Regions from separate parts of the Sus scrofa genome. Here regions 1, 3 and 4 are each linked to region 2. A link is a contact called in public Hi-C and HiChIP or PLAC-seq data. All regions are on one chromosome and are shown on one strand. Each heading gives the region's core, a stretch centred on a gene start, on an enhancer-like site or on the middle of the called end of the contact. The rest is flanking DNA. Distances are from core to core; before and after follow the strand shown. Region 1 holds the start of PRDM1 (PR domain zinc finger protein 1). Region 2 has its middle 320 kb from the start of PREP. Region 3 has its middle 89 kb from the start of PRDM1. Region 4 overlaps ATG5 (autophagy protein 5).

The links. Hi-C and Micro-C count contacts between places; a contact is called where the count stands out from the background. HiChIP or PLAC-seq counts read pairs in DNA pulled down with a chosen protein or histone mark.
Region 1: a contact with region 2 is called in a Hi-C map of alveolar macrophages, with 2.8 times the contacts expected there. The contact joins the promoter of PRDM1 here to the enhancer-like site in region 2. A contact is called at or near these places in 2 of 5 promoter capture datasets (fetal liver and liver), 4 of 47 Hi-C or Micro-C datasets (alveolar macrophages, embryonic fibroblasts, epiblast stem cells and 1 more) and 2 of 2 datasets of contacts at active chromatin or transcription factors (alveolar macrophages and skeletal muscle).
Region 3: a contact with region 2 is called in an H3K27ac HiChIP or PLAC-seq map of alveolar macrophages. The contact joins two enhancer-like sites. A contact is called at or near these places in 2 of 47 Hi-C or Micro-C datasets (both in embryonic fibroblasts) and 2 of 2 datasets of contacts at active chromatin or transcription factors (alveolar macrophages and skeletal muscle).
Region 4: a contact with region 2 is called in an H3K27ac HiChIP or PLAC-seq map of alveolar macrophages. The contact joins two enhancer-like sites. A contact is called at or near these places in 1 of 5 promoter capture datasets (liver), 9 of 47 Hi-C or Micro-C datasets (alveolar macrophages, embryonic fibroblasts, epiblast stem cells and 5 more) and 1 of 2 datasets of contacts at active chromatin or transcription factors (alveolar macrophages).

What each region holds. Positions count from the first base shown.
Region 1 is chr1:72,307,664-72,310,363 of Sscrofa11.1, reverse strand. It overlaps PRDM1 (PR domain zinc finger protein 1), which reads right to left and starts at 1,268. Exons shown (of 7, transcript XM_005659341.3): 1 at 1,169-1,268.
Region 2 is chr1:71,956,963-71,959,662 of Sscrofa11.1, reverse strand. It overlaps a transcript of PREP not described here. Among named protein-coding and RNA genes, the nearest start is that of PREP, 320 kb to the right of the region's middle. Within about 2 kb of position 1,447, at least 1 of the 83 cell types and tissues checked has an H3K27ac peak or open chromatin away from gene starts, as enhancers often do. A contact at or near this core is called in alveolar macrophages, where this site is marked.
Region 3 is chr1:72,218,757-72,221,456 of Sscrofa11.1, reverse strand. No RefSeq gene overlaps it. Among named protein-coding and RNA genes, the nearest start is that of PRDM1, 89 kb to the left of the region's middle. Within about 2 kb of position 1,431, at least 57 of the 83 cell types and tissues checked have an H3K27ac peak or open chromatin away from gene starts, as enhancers often do. A contact at or near this core is called in alveolar macrophages, where this site is marked.
Region 4 is chr1:72,429,423-72,432,122 of Sscrofa11.1, reverse strand. All of the region lies in intron 6 of ATG5 (autophagy protein 5), which reads left to right. Among named protein-coding and RNA genes, the nearest start is that of ATG5, 90 kb to the left of the region's middle. Within about 2 kb of position 1,357, at least 7 of the 83 cell types and tissues checked have an H3K27ac peak or open chromatin away from gene starts, as enhancers often do. A contact at or near this core is called in alveolar macrophages, where this site is marked.

The DNA of each region.
Region 1 (2,700 bases), core at 19-2,518, 350 kb before region 2:
GCCTGATGACCTGCGATTGCAATGTTATGCCAGAGGGGACGCTAGCACCCAGAGGAAACACGACTTTTAGGCGGCACACGTGCTGGGGGTATAAAACTGAATGAACAATTCCTTACAAGAGTTCTCAGAAAGCGCCAAGATGATAATTAAACAAGAGAAATCCAGCCTTCTCCAGAGGGTTTATTAACTGATGCTGAGTCAGCGCCCGCATGGACAAAAAAACAATGTAGTCATACTGAAGGCCGGCCTGCTGTTCAAACAGTCTCGCCTGCAGATGTTAAAGAGTATCTCACTTCCCTTTTAGAACCAAACTCTTGTCTTAGGCCATATACACCCCTGCAAGTGCTGGTGAGTCAACCGTGGTGGGGTAAAGGAATGGGCAAAAAGTTGCAAGGTTGAGGTGGGAAGAGGCTCCTTTAAGCCAAATATTTACTCTAATGACTGGAAGATGCCAGTGAATCAACTCACTGTTAATTAATATCAGCCTGCACTCACCTTCAGAGGTGGTGAAATGAGCTTGAGTCTAGGGAGGACGCAAACTTCAAATACCAGCGTGGGGCTTAGCAGGCAACCCTAAAATTAGTTCCAGGTGCTCCAGCTGAGCTGGACAAGGCCACGAGTGGAACTTGAAGGAAAGTCAAATTTGAGACCCAGTGTTGGACTATAAAACCCTTCAAATAATCCAAAGAAGCACCAAACCAAACCATTTTTTTACTGTCATTGTAGCAGTCAAGGGATATAATTTAATGTGATATAATTTAAAATGAAAGCTGCAAAAAAGGAAGAGGGAATAAAGGAAGGAAGCAGGCCCCTGTCGTAAGAAAACGCATGTTCATATAGTCCTATCTAGGTATAGTCCAGCACAAAAGTGCTTGGGGGTGAGGAGGGGAGGCAGAGAGGAGAAGGGGTGGCCCACCAAATGTCACTCACCCCTTCTAGAAGGCCCGATGAGCACCGCATTTAGGATGCTGGCAAGCAGGCAGACGTCAGCACTGGTACAGCTGTGCAGAGAGAGCTAGCTATCTAAGGCTGCCCCTGCCTAGAGTCTTTACATCTCAAAGTGTTTGCTTCTAAGTAATGCCTTGGTGTGTTTTTAGTCACTATATTATTTCCCTCCCTGTTAGAGCACCAAAAAAAAAAAAAAAAAAAAAAAGCCAACCTCAGTTACCTTTATTAATCAGCATTTCTCAGGCAGAGTTCTCTCCTTAAGAGTGTTCACAATGGCAGCAAATCATGAATGATCCAAACAGCTCGCCTCTCAGAAACCCCCATCTATTCCCTTTGATGGTGTCATCACAGCAGCTCGACAAGCCTATGATATTCAGCCTCAGCTACTGGGCCCGGCCCAGTCCTCTCTCGGTGGGCTGGGCGTTGCATTTGTAGGCTGCCAGATGAGTGTGGGCGAAGACTATTGTAGAAGGAAGGGAAGTTGAGCACCAAATCTGGAGACCTGGCTCCCCTTGGGAAAAAAACAACAACTCTCTTTTTTTTTTTTTTCCTAAGGAAAGTAAAAAATGGGATGAAATGGGCCTAAGATGAAACGTGTTTTCATTTTCTAATTCAACTCCTGCTCTACCCAAACAAGGTCAATGACAGAGTAACCACATCAAGAGGACACCCCCCCCACCCTCCCTTCCCCACTCCCTACCCACCCACTCACCCTCACCCCCCACACCCACTTCCCACTTCCTGTAAGTCAGGCATCTTCATGCTGGTAAACATTTGGGGACCAACTGCAAGCCAGAGCTCCAAAAGCGGGGCACGGTGGCTTTGAAGCCCTCCCACATGTCTCAAAGCCAGGCTGAGCACCAGAGGGGTACTTGATTTTTACACTTTAACAGCCTTTTCAACTCAAATCATCAGGCTTGGCGTTCCGGCTGCCTTCCCTTTTTAAAGCCGGATGAGAAGGGCAGGGGTGTGTGTGAGTGAGAGAGAATGTATGTATGACACATGCTAGGTTACAATGCAGCGTGTGTGTCATTGGTATGATATGTGTATGATATGTTTCAACCATGGGTTGCATCAATTTAAAAATAGCACAGGCCTTCCTTCCCGTGACACAGCTCACCACCCCAACACACTGGACAAACATATTCAGGGCCTAACCCTTGGGATGGTAAGTAAGCCTAGGGGGCTGTGGATGTTTGGAAATGAGGTCAGTGTTTTGACTTCCTAAATAAGAGAAACAAAATTTAAGGGCAGTGAAGAACCAAAGCGGAGCTCCCTTCCCTCCCCTGGTAAGTGCCACCCAGAGAACTTTATAAAACTTTGTAAAACCCACACAAATGTCTGAGGTCTTGGGATTTACAGAACCACCTGTGTCTCATCCTACCTTCCTTTCAGATGGACAGTTGTGTCCTTATGGAATCATTTACGTATTTTTCTTTATTATTATTTTTAGGGCCACACCTACAGCATGTGGAAGTTCCCAGGCTAGGGGTCGAATCCAAGCTGCAGCTGCCAGCCTACGCCACAGACACAGCCACACAGGATCCGAGCCACGTCTGCGATCTACACCGCAGCTCACGGCAACGCCGGATCCCCAACCCACTGATCTGGGCTGGGGATGGAACCCAAAACTTCGTGGATATTAGTCAGGTTCTTAACCCGCCACGCCACAATGGGAACTCATTTACATATTTTTAAATTGTCCTTTGAGTTTGACATCCACGCACTTAATAAACAACCACAGCCAAATGA
Region 2 (2,700 bases), core at 198-2,697:
AGTAGTCACCAGGGTTAGGAGTTAAAAGGGGGAGATAAATAGGCAGAGCACAAAGGATTTTTAGGACAGTGAATCTATTCTGTCTGATATGACAATGGTAGTAGCTACATGCCGCTACACATTTGTCAAGTCCATAGTTTCAACAAGATTGAACTGTAATGTGAACTATGGACTTTGTGCAATAATGATGTGTCAGTGTAGGCTCTTCACCTGGAACAAATGTACCACTGTGGTGGTGTGGGGACAGGAGATGTATAAGAACTCTCTGTACTTTCTGCTCAGTTTTGCTCTGAACCTAAACCTGTGCTAAAAAATAAAGCTTATTTTTTAGAGAAATAGACAAAACATAGTTAAACCAATATTAGCCCAAGTTTGTTGAGAAATAATTACACATTAGGCAAAATAATTTGTTGTAGTCCATGTTTAAGTTAAGGCTATTCATGCACCACAAAAGGCTACATGTCCTGGATGTCTTTTGCCAAATGTTTTAACTTGGGTAAAAGAAATCAAGAAATCATTGTATTAACGAATTCAAGCCCAGCTTAATAACTCAACAATTTCTCCCAAACTGGCAGGTTAGAGATAAACCATTGGCTGCCATCCAGAAGTCTTATATCAAGAAGTAGCAATCACTGCTGTGGCTTGGGTCACTGCTCTGGCTTGGGTTTTATCCTTGGCCTGAGAACTTCTGTATGTCACAGGTGCAGCCAAAAAAAAAAAAAAAAAAAGGAAGGAGAAGGAGAAGCAATCACCTTGTTCATTTTCTGAGAAATAATAAGTTGAACTTTGAACATGGCTATCTCCAGAGTGGCAATTAGTTGAATGTTGGTTCTTGGCTTATAATGCTTAGGATGAAAAAATGACAGAACAGGGTATAAATGTCTTTCAAGAGTCATAGTGAAGTATCTAATTTTCTGTTGGCCATATCCACTCTTTCAGGAGATGGATTCTCTTGGCGTGTGAGTCAATAGATTTGGCAAGATGGGATTTTAGCCTCTGTCTCCAATTCTGCCCAATGTTTTAAATGCAGATATAATTGAAGACAATTTTTTATCCTTTCCATTTTTATCCATTTAAATGAGAACTCTGAGCATGAAGAGCAGTGTTTTGAGAGTAATCAATATTTAAAATATTAAAGTATATAGCATCACGAGGCCCTCTAGTGGCTGGCCCACAGGAAAAGTGCCTCAAAAGCCCCAGAGAATATAGGAATTCTCCCTTTCTACAAGCGAAATAATGTTCCCAGTAAAGTATGCTCTTATCTTGGATTCCTTTAAAGAAAAGAGTGGGGCTTTATGTTCATTTGCCATTGCCTGAGTACCTTGAAGATACAAACATGTCAAATTAATAATAATTATTGCACCACAAACATTATAACCACTGAGTAAGACCAGTGGGTAGATGTGGTCACTATGGTTGGATTTACCACCAGACCTGAGAGATGATGAGAAAGTTCTTTTGGGATGGATCTGTCACTGTTGATTCTTTTCCATCATTGAAAGAGCTGCCCTGGAAGTGAGCTGTGACTCCTGGGCAGGTAGAGCTCTATACAAAAAAGAAAAGAACAAATATTAGACCCAATTCAAAAGAAATCAGAAAAATTGATTATAGGAATTGTTTTCTACATTCTTCCATTCCCAAGAGTAGCCACTGAGAGGATGTATATGTGTGTGTGTGTGTTTGTATGTTACATGAATATATAAAAGATGCTTTATAAGACTGAATAAATGTTTAATAAAATTAGGCAAGGTCTTAGAATTGTTTCATCTTCTAAGCTTCAGATAATTTCAGGCAACTAAAAACTTTAAAATGCCTATAAATTGTTGATTTGTACATTTTCCTTTATGGTTTTGAAACTAACCTGATTATTTTAATCCAATTGAAGACATCTCTTTAATTTTTTCTTCTGGATAACAAGTCACAAGCTTCCCATTCTTATATTCTTCACTGATAAATCTCTGTTTTTTTCAGATAGATAAAGTCCCATGACAATAGATCCATTTAAAGGAAAACATTCTTTACAGTAAAGCTGTTTATATGACCTGGCAGACACTGGTCTATAATGACAGTGCTTTGGGGAAAGTAACTGAAGCCTTTTCTCCTTAATAAACTCAACAAATGTTTTTATTAGTCTCCCTCGATGCCCCTGCTAGTCTGTATGATAAAATTAACTAATTGTTGGCAGTTGGCATGGGGGAGAAGGATTGAAACACTTACTGCAGCTTAGACCTTAACAGGCCTTATGTCCTTCTGTTACATAGTAGGAACTTTTCAACGTTCTTGCCTCTTTCTTACAATCAAACATTCTAACCTCCCTACAAGGAAATGCTATGACTGCTAACAAATCCATAAGCAATCCCAACCATCCACCAAAACAAAGAAGTGTACCCATATACCAATTTTTTTTTTTTAAGGAAGGTTTTGGGGCTGGCATTAGGGAAAATAAAATGGGAGAGCTGTCTGAAGGTGAAATTTCCCTTTCCTATCTTTCCCATTGACTTTGTTTGTTTCCCTAGTTTTTATTTATTCCTGGCCTTAGTTCCTTCTCTCCAGGTCCATAAGACTGTGAACATTATTTCCCGTAATATATCCATTATCTTAAAATTACCTTCTAATGAAATGAGTTGTTAGGTTCACTGTTTGTTGTAATAAAATTTTACCTGCTTTCCATTGAGCTTTCAACCACCCCCTGCCACGGCC
Region 3 (2,700 bases), core at 182-2,681, 260 kb before region 2:
AAACCCCAAATCACCACACTTCTTACTAACACTGGGCGTGAGTGTCTTCACTAAAATCCTGGCCCAAATATTTTTTGCCACTGTAGTCTTGATTCTTGGAAAATCTATTTCCTAAAATCGCAAACGTAACATTTTAAAGACCTTTCAACGTCGCCCTCGGCATGGCAATCAAAACCCGCACACCTGCGCAGTTCAGCCAGCTCCTGAAGACGTCGTGCAGGAAACCCAGCTATTTTCCGAGTGGCATCTTCTCTGCTCGCCTAGATAAATCTAGAAAACAAGCAACTTCAATGAATGCAAGCTAATCTTTCCCAGGAGAAATGGCGAGGCAGCTACAATCAGTCTCTGATTACACAAACATACCTAGGGGCAGGTTGGAGTGTGAAGGAGGACTTGGGGGTGGGGGTTGCCTACTCAGAGGTGGATTAAACCAGTTCTCCTATTGTTATTGACTTCAGGAAAGCTAACTTTTGTTTCGCGGTGAATATTGGGGGTAAAAACCGTGAAGCTACAGTTAAGCCTCCCAGAATTCTTGGAAAGGACAAAACTATCCATCAGGACTCCGGTTCCTTTAAATTGTTCTTTAAATCTGAGTTGAGCATAAAGATTCCAGTGGAGAAAATATTCAAAGTCATTTGAAATACTGTAAAAGAAGGGCTGAGCTCTGACTCAATCTGATGTTTTTCAGAGACTCACAGGTTCCCCACTCTCAAATGAGTAAATGTGGCGACCACAGACTCCTCGGGAGCATGTTGGGGCCCAAAGACTTCAGACTCTTTCTAATCATCACTATACTCCTCTGCTTTGGAGGAAGGAGCTAGCCCCTTTCTCAGCAAACAAACCAGAGAGAACTGAGGCCAAAGTCCTTCCTGGGCCGACCTGGAGACTTACACCTAAAAGGAAGTGCTCTTTCCAGCATTAAGTAGGTAGCTAGCGTCTGATGAAAGGGATTGTGCACAGTGTCCGGGAACCCCGAGTTCGGGACGTCGGATTCTCCACATCTACAGGGCGGGGGGTGGGAAGGAGGACCTAAACCTGAAAGAGGTGCAAAGCCCTCTTTACACTGTGTTTAGTCTGTAGCAGCCTGAATGACAACTTTCATTGACAGAAAAGCGCTTCCCCGGCCCAGTCGGCGCGCGCGGCACGGCCCCGCTGGGATTGGGCGGCCGCTCGTCACGTGACGGGAGGACGTCCTGAAGACCCGCCCTCACCCCCAGCGCGCGTTCCGCAACAGCAGCCAGGCCCCTAGCCCACTTTCACTTTCTGCACTGGGATTTACACACGAGCGTTGGCGTGGGGTGGAGGGTTAAAAAGGATTTTGAGGTCACCCGTACAAAAAGTTGGCATTCTGAAGAAATAAGGATTGCACTGCTTGGGGGGGAGGGGCCGCTGACCCCCAAGTCTATTCCCAGGAAGGAGAGGGGCCAGGAACCGGTGTTTCCTGCCTTTCCAGGGTAAAACTGAGCTGACGGATACACGCAAAGTTCTGCGAATTACTAGGACGCCCCGCGTCCCAATCAAAAGTAGCAAGTCAGAGCTTCGTCTTTTGAGTGCTGACTTGGTAACTTGGTTTTGATGAGGAAAGTCTTCCTTGTAGTTTATTAGGTTTGATTAAGTAAAGGACCACCAATGGTAGCTTGTTATGCAACCTAAGAAGCAGCACTGGTTTAAAAAACACACTGATGATGGCTGCCATCTCACTTCTAATCCGTGGGTGACTTGACTGGAATCAGTTTAGCAAAAGTGTTGGGAGAGAGCTCTGCACTGGCTGAGGAATGACCTTGTGAAGTCTGTAAAACCTAGGCCTGGCTGACTACCCAATGTGAGTGCTGGGACGCTTACCTCCTATTATCACTTATTGTCTATGACTACAGCTAGTTACCCTCTATTAGGTTAAAAATATTCTCCCCAGAGTCCTAAGTCATAAGTTCACCTTAAGAAAGAAAGTATTTCAGGAGTTCCCTTGCAGCATAGCTAGTTAAGGATCTCACGTTGTCACTGCAGCAGTTTGGGTCACGCTATGGCTCTCGTTCAGTCTCTGGCAAGAACTTCCACATGCCTGGCAGGGCAAAAAAAGATTTAAAAAAAAAGAAGAAGAAAAGAAAAAGGATTTCAGAATATTGAAAACAGTTACATTATCACTAACACACTGTGGAAACCATTCTCTGATCAACTAATATGGGTTTAGCCCATTCCTTTGTTCATATTTGTGAAACAAAGTTATTATACCTAACAGGTATTTGTAAATGTCTGACCTGCTATGTCCTGGGTGTAGCAGCAACCTGTGAAGCAGTCAAACCGTCTCACATAGAGTGCTTTCCCAGTGCCCATCTGTAACTGGTCAAGATAAGTTGCAGCTAATAATTGAATCTGGAAAGAGGAAAGATTTTTTTCCCTCTCTCTTTTAAGATGACTCCACCACTTGATAGCAAAGTGATATTTAGCAAGTTGCTCAACTCAGTCCTGTTTTGTTGTTTTATTGTCTGTTCCTGTCACAGGGCAAGGAGAAACCAAGTAAAGCTTTTCCTTTTTCTTTTTTTTAGGTAAAGCTTGAACAATTGCCTGGCGTAAAGTAAATGCTCAATAAATTATTATTATTACTATTATTGAAGTGAAACAATTTCCACTTCCTCCTGCTTGTAATTTTAGGTGACAATATAGTGTTATCCCTTCTTCTATGCTTTATACTCATATAGAGGT
Region 4 (2,700 bases), core at 108-2,607, 470 kb before region 2:
TTTTACTTAATGAGGTATTGTAATTGTGTATATTCTTAAGCTAATTTTAACATGAGGCTTCTTTTGAAAAGCATGTGATGCAAAATTTGACATGCATGAATATATCTTAGGCCAAATATGCATGTGACAATTTGAAGCACATATCATGTGTCATTGTTGGTAAGGTCTGGCAGCATATCCTGTGTAAACCCCTATTTTCTTTTTCTTTGTGCCACATATTTATTCTAATTAAGAAAACTTCAAAGAGAACTGATGGTTGAAGACCAATTATTTTTTATTCTCTACATTCTTGGCTCTATAAAGACTAAATAGTGTTACCTTTCTTTGGCTTCACATTTAACCGTGTTTTTAAAGGGAGGAATGAAAAGAACTAATCCTTGTTAAGCACCTGTTGTATTAGGTGTTCTATGTATTTCATTTTATTTAACTGTTACAGCAGTGATTCAAAAGTATATATTATTTCCATTTTTTAGATTTAGATACAGACTCCCGAAGATTGATATAATTTGCCATGGGAACATAATCAGTTGTGTTGGGAGTTGCAATTCCAACTAAGCCTTGGCTAATTCCACTGCATTTGATATTCCAAGCTTTATATGCTAAATTCATAGCTCATTTTTCTCCCTTTATTCACCAATCTCAAAGGTACTGTTTTATTCCATCTGCCTCTGAATACTTTAGTGGGCAGGGGCATATATGAAAGGGAAGAATTGGTGCTGTACTCTGCCTGAAATGGCCTTATCTCTTTCTGTATTCAAAAATATATTTATATATATATATAATGTATTTCAAGTTTGAAGCTTGACCTATATTCTCTTCTTTGTTTTCATCTTTGAAAATTCTGTTCAATTTTATTTTAATACATTGTACCTATTGGTATAATTTCCACACTTATAAAATGAAATTATGTAACCAGTTATAGGGTTTGTTTACTTGTTTACTCTAGCTGCCAGAAAATCCAGAGTTATAGTTTGTGCTTGGGAGTTTAAATTTTTTCACAGTGCTTTGTGCGTATTTCTGTTACTACTTAACAGGGTCTTAAAATTATTTGTTTATGCATCCATTGTTCATTTTTGTATCCATCGGCACAGGTAATACCTTGGTAAGTGCTCAATAAATGTTTAATGAATGAAGATTTCTGATAAATTTGCCCCTGCCCACTGGTTGCTAGAGATCCTAGACCTGGGTACAGCTATTGGGATAATTCTTTTTTGTTTGGTTTTGTTATGGCTGGACTCTTGACTGTCAGGATCTGGATTGTTTGGTGGCGGGGGTGGCACGCCAGCATAAGGACTGTGTCTAGTTGCCAAGACCATAGGAATTTACCCAAAGCACATGAAATCAGCCTAACTCTCAAAATAGGAAGAAGGAAGTGAATCTAAGAAGTGAGGCCAGAAATGAGAGCTGCCAGTGGGGCGAAGTGGAATCAGGAAGAGAAGATGTGATCAGAAACTGGGAACAGGCTAGGAAGCAGAATTTGAAAGGATTGGGGTGAGTGGTTCTGGAAGGAGGCTGAGCGCACTCTTAGAGGGCAGGTTTTACTAGATTAAAGAAGCTACTCAGGACTGATCAGAGAGCTTTGTGAAGGCAGAAACTGCTCATTTTTTTTGCTGAATACCTTCAGCAACTGCCTAATACAATAAAAGAGATGAATTAAAGTAAGAATAAACAAATGAATTAATGAAACAAATCTATTTGCAGATCACACAGTTTATCCATATCCCTCATATCCACTCTCTTCATTTTCTTTGGCACAATTCAAGCTCATATCCTCATTATTTCTCATGCAAACAAACAGTTCTCTAATCTCTTCCAATTTTTATTTATATTATAGATTGCAGCAAGATTAGTCTTCCCACCCCTCATTCAGTTTACATAAATCAGAAGCAAAAATAGTTCACCCATTTCTTCCACACTCTACTCCCAAAGTCTGGCAACCAGCAGATGCTCTGTATCAGTGAGCTTGGTTTGCTTGATTTGTTGGTTGGTTGGGTTTTGTTTTGTTTTGTTTTTCAGATTCCACATATAAGAGATGGGATAATTCTATCCAAGAAAAAGATGTGTTAATAGTTTTTGTTGTTACTATATACATGCTTTTGTTATAAGCAACCTCAAATCTTTTTCTTTTAACATAGGCGGGAAATAAATGTAATATTCTTCGTTGCAATTTATTTATCTTTAAATCCTTGTAATGCCTGTCAGCTGAAATATCACTGGCCACGTGATACTCGAAAGTGAAATATTACATTGTGGTTTTTTACTAATGACGTTAAGAAAAGTTTTATTGGTGTTCATCATTGTTACCATTTGGTTATAATGAAGCCTTTACTACTTACTAGTAAAGCTTTTAAAATATATAAATTTAGTTATTTTTAAGTTGAATCAAGTGAAAGTACACTGATTTTGAGGGCCACAGTAATTGTTAGTGGGATTTTTAATATTGGAAATAGCTTTACAGTTATTTGTGTTTTATTAGACTTGTGTATTATAAAATCTAGTTTTTCTGATGCCTTCAGTTCAATTTATGTTAGCTATGAATAATGACAAATAAAAATGAGAGCTTTTTTATTTCTTGATTTTTTTTTATAATTTATCCCTTTTTCAGATTTAATTCTCCCAAAACACATCATACTACCTATATAGCTAATGAAATAAACCTAATTACATTCTATATTAATAAATAGGCATTGCTAATTCCAG